Linked DNA regions of Canis lupus: region 2 is linked to region 1. A link is a contact called in public Hi-C data. All regions are on one chromosome and are shown on one strand. Each heading gives the region's core, a stretch centred on a gene start, on an enhancer-like site or on the middle of the called end of the contact. The rest is flanking DNA. Distances are from core to core; before and after follow the strand shown.

Region 1 (4,898 bases), core at 680-3,179:
CATCTGCCTGGGACCTTCGAAACCAGAAAAAACAACACTCTTTCCTGTGAGATTTTTGAGGCTTCAGAAAAGAAGAAACAGCTTCAAATATCCTAAATCCTGACCCACAATATGTTTATAACAAAAGATTTTGCAAAGGACAAGTACAATCTAAAACACTAAGTTTCGGGGCACCAGGGTGGCTCAGTTGATTAAGTTTCTGCCTTCGGCTCAGGCCATGACCTTGGGTCTTGGGATAGAGCCCCGTGTTGGGCTCCCTGCTCAGTGGGGAGCCTGCTTCTCCTTTTCCATCCGTCCCTTTCCCTGCATCCTCTAATAAATAAATACAATCTTTTTAAAAAAAAAACAAAAACAAACCAGTCTGTTCTTCAACTCTATTACAGAAAAACTGACACTTACCACAGAGCCAAATACTTAAGAGGACCAAGAAAGCAGGGTCATCTCTGGCCCACTGATCCTTTGTCTGCTTTCGGTAATGAAAATTTCTGTAAACTCTCTGTGGGGAAGTAAATAGGTAGAGCATCTGCCATGCAGCAAACTCAAAGTCCATCTGCCGAAAACGAAAAAGTCTTCTCAGGTATTTGTAGCGTTTTGCTCCAGCCGTGTGTCTTGCTGCATCTCTGGAATTCAACACTCCGTTCCCCTGCACTAGGGAATTCACTGAAGTACTCGGTAACATCTTCCTAGATAGAAGAAAAAAAAAATCTTTTACAAGGATATCCTCTTGTATCCTCTTCTGAGATATTCAGGAGGGATGCCATCTTACATTTCCGCCCCAATCCTTGGTAAATGTCAGGGGTCAAAAGCTAATGGAGGTGGTTCTGAGGCTTATTTGGGGGCTCAAGAACTGTCCCTTCCGAACCCTCACAGCACTTCTACGGGGTCTGTAGGTTTCCCACGCTTCACCTCTCTCAAGCCTGGGGAAGCTCCCCCTAGTAGTCACTGTTAACCACAGGGAGGGAGGAGAGGGAGGCAGAAAGAAAAGCACTAGGAGGTGAAGGGACCCCCTCAGGAGCACAGAGAGGACTATGGAGCCAAAACTCCCGTGCTCTAAACCACCAGGCCTTTTAAGGGAATCGGTTTTAAAAGCCAATTAGAAACAATGTTACCGACGAGGTAAAATAATGGCATGTTCACATGGGTCCATCAGTGCAAGACCACCAAGCAACTCTTTCACTGGAATATGATATAAAAACAAGATTCAAGCCCCATAGTGCATTACTCCGTGAATAGTTCAGCAGAGGGAATGGCAGCGTGGGAGGCCGGTGGACCCAGCCTGGAGCCCGGGGAGCGCGGCTCACCGTCCAGCCCTCACAGGCCGGCCGCCCAGTTCCCGCCCCGCCCCCAGGCCTCCCGGTCGCCCCCGGCGCCGCGCCGGCTCCAGAGGCTCCCCGTCACCCCGGGGCTGCGGGGAAGGTCGCCATACTTAGCAGATGAAAACACAGGACGCCCAGTTACATTCGAATCAATCTCAGATACAAGTATAACTTTCAGTAGAAGACTGTCCGAAACATTGGGTGGGACAGACACGGACACGCTGTCGGTCGTTCATGAGAAATTTAAGCGTAAACGGGCGTCGTTGGCTTATTTATCTGGCAGCCCTACCGCAGGCCGAGCCGCCGGACGCGGCTACGGTCACTCCGGGGCCGAGGGCCGGCGCGCCCTGAAGGGCCGGAGGAAAGGCGCCGGCGAGCCCGAGCCGCGCGTGCACGGAGCAGTCCTCGGGTCTCACCTGGAGCCGCCCTGCGGCCTCCAAGAGGTCCAAGCTAACCCGCCACCTCCGCCCAGCAGCCAGACCCAGCAGGCGCCGGGCCGACTTCCCTTCCCGCAACGTAGCCGGCGCAGGGGGCGCGGCGCGTCACGTGCACCCACTTCCGCCGTGCGCGCGGCCTCTCGGGCCCCGTAGTTTTCCGGGGGCCCGCCGGAAGTTGTGGCTGCAAGTTCCGGTTCCTTCCCTCCGCGGGTGTCCGTTGCGCCCCACAGGGGTTGCTGCGGCTGCGGACGCCAGCGGGTCTCGGCTGCTGGGGCGGGGACGCAGTCATGCCCCGTTATTACGAGGACAAGCCGGAGGGCGGCGCGTGCGCGGGCGTGAAGGAGGACCTGGGCGCCTGTCTGCTGCAGTCGGACTGTGTGCTCCAGGTAGCGCGGCCGGGCGCCCGGGGTGAGGAGACGCTGGAACCGGGGAGGCAGGACCCGACCGACGCCTCCCGCTCAGCCTGCGGTGGCGCCCAGGGGAGGTGACCCAGCCAGCCTAGGGATAGATCACGGCGCCAGCCTGGTGAACTTGGGCGGGTCGGCTGTCGGAGCGTCAGCTCCCTCCGGTGTTAGGTTGGGGATCATGAAACCTCCCCTTTGGATTCTCGTAAAGATAAACCATTTCGGTTCAAGAAACATTGATTAAATGTTGCCTGCCACTCCACTAGGTTCTGGAAGTATAAAGGAGAATGAGGCCGGTTTCCTGCGTGCTAGAAAATGAGAATCTAAATTATCAGAGAATTACATAAACCTGGTACGCTGTATTGACTAGTAGTTTCTCCTTTCTCTGTTCCGTCGTGGTCGAATAGATACTTTCTCTTGGTTTGAAATCGTTTCTGAGTTGGAGTTATGTGCCTTCTTGAATAAGTTGTAAACGAAGCGGCTCCATTTTTTTTTCTTCTTCACTGTTCTGTCTCTTGCTTCCACCGCAGTCTCCCCTCACTACAATCATGTCTTCTCAACCTGAGTGCAGAGAGCAAGCGGTGAGGTCCAGAGTTGACGGTTGAGGTCCAAAGCTGGGTTCTAGCTTAGCGCCCAACTCAAACGCAAGTGCCTTTGCCAGTTACAAAGGCCTGATGAAAGGGCAATCAGTTGCGTGCAATTATTTTTTGCATTTGGAGATGTAATTTCAGAGTTTGCTCTTCAAAGGGAAAGACTATCCCCAAATGGACATGCATCATAAAGCTGTATCAGTGTTTCTGCTGATTCAGGATTTACATTTGGTTCACTGATTTTAGCAGTCAGCCGGACTGGCTGCCCAATTTGTCCTAAAACTTTGAGTTGTCATGGGCTTAGGAGGCTCTCTAGTCCCTCTCACACGGAGGAGGAAACGGAGGTGCCCTGTCTTCACACTTTACACTTCCCTGCACAGGGCTTTTCCAGTCGACTGCTTCATTGGTGCAAATAGTCAGCTCTTAGTAATGCCTGGTAAGTGGCAGGCATGATGTCAAGGCATTGGTGATACCAAGATGAATCGGTTACAGTCATACCCTACATCACCTCAGTCTGATGGGAAGGACAGTCATGGAAGGGTCTAAATTCCAGCAGTATAAGCATCTGTGTAAGCATCTTGTAAATATTTGTTTAATGATTAGATTTAGGAACAACATCCCGTGGGAGTCCACTGGAGAGCAACTTATTTTTCTTGGGAATTTGGAAACTTCTCACAGAGGAGGTGACATTTGATAGGAGTCTTAAAGGCTGAGTAGTAGGTTGTCAAGTAAAGGAGTGGGGAATGTGGTGGTTGAGGGGAGAAGCTGAAAGAACAGCATGGGCAAGTCAGGGAGATGTGACCAGGAGAAGCTAGTGCTCTGTTGGGGGATGGAGAATGTGACAGAAGGCTTGAGAAGAAGGTTGGCATGTGTGAAGGCCCTTGTGTCTCAGAGTGAGGACCCTGAATTTATCTTGACATTCAGCATCAGGAAGGCCATGAGGATGAGCAATCAAGAGAATAAAGTACACAGTGGGACTGAGGAAAGAAACTCTAGGAGTGGAGGAAGATACTGAGGGCAAGAAGGATCCCAAGTTGTATTTTTGTAATAATTTATTCCGCAAACATTTGAGTGCCAAACTCTAATTTGGGACACATAGATGATTGGGATACATTCCCTCCTGCATGGAAATTAGATCTTTAGAAAGTGAGAAAACTAGACAAGATAGTGACCAGGACACATGCCACAAACTTAAGTTTGTGGTCTTATTGATGTTGGTCACTTAGGAGAAAATGATAATTATAAAAAGTACCTTAAATGGGAGTGCTTTTAGTTTGTGTTAAATTTACCGTAACTTCAGGGGGAGTGTAAAAGGGCAGTACTGAGACAGAACATCGAGTTTTGCAGATCTGGGACAATATCCTCTCTTCTCAGATGGTGTCACTGGCAGCTACAGCCCGCCTCTCCCCTCCTAGGGACTCTGAAGACCAAGGGACATTCTCTTGAGGTCTGCGTCTGCCCTGTGTGGCCGCTTCGTTTATGATAAGATTTAGCTTCTTGTATTATACAGAAGTTAATCTGATCTTTTGACAGATGGATGCTGTAATCTCTCCTTGCCAGTCTTTAACCCACTGAAAAAGCTGCTCGACCTCGTTCTAGGAAGGAATTCAAAATAGATGCTGCAATGAGAGAAAGTCAAGGAAATACTGGGCCTCGGAGAAGCTCAGGGTAATGATGATAAGGATGTCAGCCCCAGTGGGGCTGGAGAGGAAAAGCAAGGACAAGCAGATTCAAAAGGCATCTCTTGGATAGACTTCTTAGGATTGTATGACTCCTGGGAGATCAAAAAGTTTGTCCAAAAAACCTCAATCATGGGTTATTTCCTTTGTGCCTCCATTAAGAAGCTCCCAGACCTCTGGGTTTCATTAGAATTACCTGGAGATGGGGGCAGAGAGCTTAGATATATAGATTCCAGTACCTCCAACCCCAACACCCATAAAAGTATCCCTTGTTGATTCTTGGGCACAGCCATGTTTGGGAATCACTAATTTTGACCTCAGAAGGCAAATGAGCTTGGGAGTGTATTGATTAGGATATAGGTTCAGGTACCTATTACAGAGATCCAGAATAACACTGCCTTAAAGAAGATAGAAAATTCTCTTTTGCTCTTGTGTGCGCCTATAAGTAGGGCTTGGACAGCTCCTCTCAGCC
Region 2 (4,898 bases), core at 1,178-3,677, 150 kb after region 1:
AAGAAAGACAAAATAAAGCAGGCCTGCTTGGTGTTAATACTGGTCTCCCCAGAATACAGTCTCCTCACAGACCTTCTCTTCCAGAACACTAGAAAAATATGTTTTGAAGGATCTCTCAAGACCAGACCATTAATCAAGTTCTACAAAAGAAGCGACCACATAATCAAGCCTCCTTCCCTGCAGATATGTCCTCTTTTTTCCTCAGTGAAAGCCAAAACATCCTGACACCATGAGTAGCTGATGATGCTGAGGACTTTGCTGGAATACATAATCAATAAAGGAATTTTTCATAAGAAACCAGATCCAACCTCAGTCCAAAGTCTCCTCACCCCTCTGTCTTATTGGATTCTTGAGATGCTGTGGGGTGGGGGTCAGGGGTCTGTTGGTCCCACATGCCTTTCTGTCCATTCCTTGGGTGATTCGAAGATTTGCTGACTGAGCAAAATGTTCCCAGGTAGGCCGCTGGCTAAAGGAACTTGCAGGGTCAGTGGTTCTCTCAGCCATATACACCCCATCTCTCTGGTGCTTTACCATTCACAACAACCTCTTGTGTATATTATTCTATTTCATCCTTTCCTTAAGGCAACCTTTAAAAAAAAAAATCCTAATATTCAGTTTAATAGCAATACAAGAATATATCCAGGTTCCCAAACAATGGCACAAACCTACCCGACTTCAAGTCTAAAGCAGATAAACACTGAGATGGCGTAAGCCTAATGAAAAACTGAGAAGTAAAGCAGCCACTAGAATCAGCAGAGCCAATTCTGATGCTGAAGCCAGGAGAAACAAGCCGTCTTTTCTCCCTGCATCTGTCCAGCTTCCTTTCACTGAAGCCCTGTGTTCAGGGCACACCCTCCCAGGAACTCTGGCTTGTTGCTACAGAGGTGTGTTTACAGGACCCCACAGGGAACAGGGCCTTGCGGGTTTCCATTCACAATCAACAACCACCCCTGGGACAGCATCATGGTCTTCTGACAGCTACCCTCCAACAGAACCACTATACTGGCCTCCCCACGTGGGCACCATCATTCATCTTTCTTCAGAGAAATCGATGAATTGAATCTTCCAGATGTAAACATTTTACCAAAAATCCCCCAAAACCAAGGCCTTAGCCTAGATCCCAAACCAAAATTCCTCTTAAAGAAAGCCTGTTTTCAACCAATGAAAAATCAAGTTTAATTCTAGGACAACCTATTCTATGTGCATTTACCAATGCCAACAGCATCTACATCCCAAAACAAATGGCAGGGCAGGTTCTGTTCTCACCTTTCAGAGTTGAGAAAATTAAGAACCAAAGTTAGCAAGTGGCAGACCCAGGATTCACCCAAGACAGCCTGTTCAGGCCCCACCCCCACTGGCTTGCCCACAGGCCACCCAACCCACCTTGAACCAAGACGAATCCAGCAGAATTTCACTGCAACACTCAAACTGCCACCCCACCCCCTAGTCCCCCGGTTTAGATGCCCTGTGGGCATTTTACTCTTAAGCAGCCTCCCAACCAAAACACCTTCAGTAGCAAAGCAAAAGACGAGAAAATGGGCTTTGCAAATGCTTATACTTCTTTCTCAGCCAGAGAAATACTTTCATGATCTGTCATTATGGATGAACTCGAGGCGGGGAGGAACACAACATTATGTAATGTCAGAGGGCAGACGACAAGGGGAAGGGAAAGCAAGCCCATCCCCGATCCCTTCGCCCACAAAGACATAAATTTACCTTTGACGTTTTGAGTGTTTCAATCTTCTGTGGCCTACACATTCATGACTGGCTTTTCCAGAGATGGTCACAGATTCCCTGCAAATTTCTCGGGCCTCAACTAACTGCCTAGCACAGCCAGAAAGAAATAATACACAAAAAGCAAAGATGCCAGAAATATCGGGGGGGGGGGGGGGGGGAGGAGGTCGGGTGGGCATGGGCCCGCAGAAAAGGAAAGAGTTGAGAGGATGGAGACCAGATGTCCTACTGAGATTGAGATGCATGCTTATTTTTACCCGGTTATGTTTACACCCGAGGCACAGCGAGGCCTTCAGCGTCTGAAGTCACTAGATCCAAGCAAGAGCCAAGACGCGGCCTCGGGGTCGCCGCGTCCTGCATCCTGGCTCCCCATCACCCGCTCCAGCTCCGCACTCCCCTCAGCGCGAGACGGCCCAGGTCTCCTCCTAGCCAGGGGTCGGCCAGGCTTGGATTGTTCTCCAAAGACGCAACCGCCGGCGAACCGCTAGGCTGTCCGATTTCCATGACAACCGCGGGCGCCGTCTCCGTCCGGTGCACCCGGTAGAGATGCGCGCCGCGCCGCGCCCCGCCGGTGCATCCCGGCGCCCGGCTGCCCGCCCCGCCGCGCCGCCCCCCGCCCAGCCTGGCCCACCTACCTGGCGCGCCCCGGCCCGCGGCGCCCGCGCCCTGCTGCCCCGCCGTCCTCGGTCCCGCCGGGCCGCGCGCCCGAGCCCCGCAGCAGTAGCGCCGCCGCTTGGTCACCAAGTCGCGGGCCGTGGCCGGGGTCTGGGTCGTCCTGAGCCGGCCGGCCGCGAACCCGCCGCCCGCGCCGCAACCCGAACTCCGCTGCCGCCGCCGCCGCCGCCGCCGCCGCTCCGGAGGTCGCGCGCAGCCCCGCCCCGGCCCCGCCCCCTCGCCGCGCATGCGCGCTCCGCGAGCCCCGGCCGGGCTGCCCCGCCCCTCGGGGTGCGCCTCCCGGGCGGCGGAGAGGGGCGTCTGAGGGCCTCGCGCTGGTTTCTGCCCCGAGGTTCCCGCGAGACCCCGCTCTCGGCCGGGACGGAGTCTCCTGCGCCGAGTTGAACTTCTGGACTTAATCCGGCGATGGCGTTTTCGCCCTCAGTAGCCCGAGTCTTCCGAGGCCCTGACATATCCCCGAAGAGCGGCCACCGGGTGAGAGGCTCGGGCCGTGTGCCCCGCGGCGAGCGCGCTTCCCGTGGTGCAGGTACGCGCGTCTAGGAGACGTTTAGGGAACCGAACAGGTAACCAGAAACAAGCAAAATTAAAACCCTACTTTGTGGGCAGCCCGGGTGGATCAGCGGTTAGCGCCGCCTTCGGCCCAGGGCCTGATCCTGGAGTCCCGGGATCGAGCCCCACGTCGGGCTCCCTGCACGGACCCAGCTTCTCCCTCTGCCTGTGCCTCTCTGCCTCTCTGTCTTTCATGAATAAATAAATAAAATCTTAAAAAAAAACAAAAACAACAACAACCCTACTTTGAAAATACAGATAAGCAAAAAGAAGAGAGAAACTACTAACACCCTTGCAGACCTGCTCTGGCATAACTGTATAAATATGCATTCATAGACTCACCACATATCAGCTCCTTACACTTCTTCCCCAGATTCCTATTATTTTCATAGGAAAATATATATATAATAAAAGTTTTGGAGGAAATTTCCGATTTTAATATAACTGCAAGCCTTAATATTTCTGCTTGAGCAAGGATAAATATTGGACTGACTATAAGCATGTATTTTATTTTGAAGCCTAAATTTTATTTTTAAAAAATTCTTAAAAATTCTTAAATGAAAACTAACTCCATAAGACAGAACACTTATCAGAGTTCACATTCCTCAGGTGTAAAAGCAAGCATTTATAATTTGCTTTAAAAAGAAAAGATATTAACTAGAGATAAAAAATAAACAAGAATCCTCTAATCTCATTTAGAATTAGATTTAAGCCTCCCCATGTCACCAAAAACGAGATGCAATAGTTTGGAGTAAAAATAAATATAAAACTATTTTCAAAGCTCAATTTATTTACTGACTTTTATTTCTCCTCAGCAAAGGAATTTATTAACAAAACACTTTTTACTACTTTTTCAGATAAATAGAAAAAAAGATTGACTTAACCCTAGTATAAAATTAAAGCCAAGAAAATCAAACTTGTGGGAATGTGAAAATGTTTTTATATCTTATTTTCTAAAATTAGGGTGACCAATATACCTGGCTTACCTGAGATAGCCCCAGTTTACACCTTTTATCCAGCAAAAGTATTAATAAGACCTGCTTTGTGTCTCACAAGTGTTCTCAAAAGTGTTCAGATAACCCTATGGCCGTATTAGCATTAATCAAGCCAAGAGTGTTTTTAAATCATAAGCTTTAAAAAAAAAAAGAAACAAATTTAAACCCACAAATATTTAAAAATAGATGTCAGTCCAATTTCAAAAATTCATTCATTTAGGGACGCCTGGGTGGCTCAGTGGTTGAGCTTCTGCCTTCCACCCAAGGTGTGATCCTGGAGTCCCAGGATTGAATCCCACATCGGGCTCAATGCTCAGAAAAAAAAGAAAGGTCCACAAAAGAAGGAGGAGGAAGGGGAGGAAGAGGAACTGTGAAAAATACAATTAGGAATTTCCTCCTATTTGAGATAACAAAAGAAAAGGATCTAGGGATCATGGCAAACCTCACACACACAAAAATAAGGCAACATTGTGGTGTACTTAGATGAAAGGTAAGTGTAGTTGTTGCCATTGTAAGAACAGGAATACAGGGATGCCTGGGTGGTTCAGTGGTTGAGCATCTGCCTTTGGCTTCAGGGTCCTGGAATCGAGTCCTGCATCAGGCTCCCCACAGGGAGCCTGCTTCTCTCTCTGCCTATGTATCTGCCTCTGTGTCTGTCATGAATAAATAAATAAAATCTTTTTAAAAATTCATTTAGCATAGTAATGAACACTGAATGAAGATCAGGCTTCCAATAAATATTTGTCAGTTGACTGGTATGTAATTCCAGATCCTCTAATAATCACGTTTTAGTATAATAAGGAATGGGGCCCCAATCCTACTGTAGAGTGAACATTATCACGAGAAAAAGGCTCCAAGCTTGTTAGTAAATATGGTGCTATGCATTCCCTATGCATCACAGTGTGATGGAAGAAAGTATCCTAGAAGTGTGCTGGTGGGAAAGTA

The links. Hi-C and Micro-C count contacts between places; a contact is called where the count stands out from the background.
Region 2: a Hi-C map of blood shows a contact between it and region 1, with 2.0 times the contacts expected there. The contact joins the promoter of INPP4A here to the promoter of COA5 in region 1. A contact is called at or near these places in 2 of 9 Hi-C or Micro-C datasets (amygdala and blood).

The regions. Positions count from the first base shown.
Region 1 is chr10:45,121,153-45,126,050 of UU_Cfam_GSD_1.0, forward strand. COA5 (cytochrome c oxidase assembly factor 5) reads left to right here and starts at 1,930. Exons shown (of 3, transcript XM_038551079.1): 1 at 1,930-2,139. The coding sequence starts at 2,041. UNC50 (protein unc-50 homolog) reads right to left here and starts at 1,984. Exons shown (of 6, transcript XM_038551076.1): 1 at 1,873-1,984; 2 at 400-683. The coding sequence starts at 679.
Region 2 is chr10:45,268,949-45,273,846 of UU_Cfam_GSD_1.0, forward strand. It overlaps INPP4A (inositol polyphosphate-4-phosphatase type I A), which reads right to left and starts at 2,428. Exons shown (of 26, transcript XM_038551059.1): 1 at 2,370-2,428. LOC111097716 (a long non-coding RNA gene) reads left to right here and starts at 2,671. Exons shown (of 4, transcript XR_005365791.1): 1 at 2,671-2,972.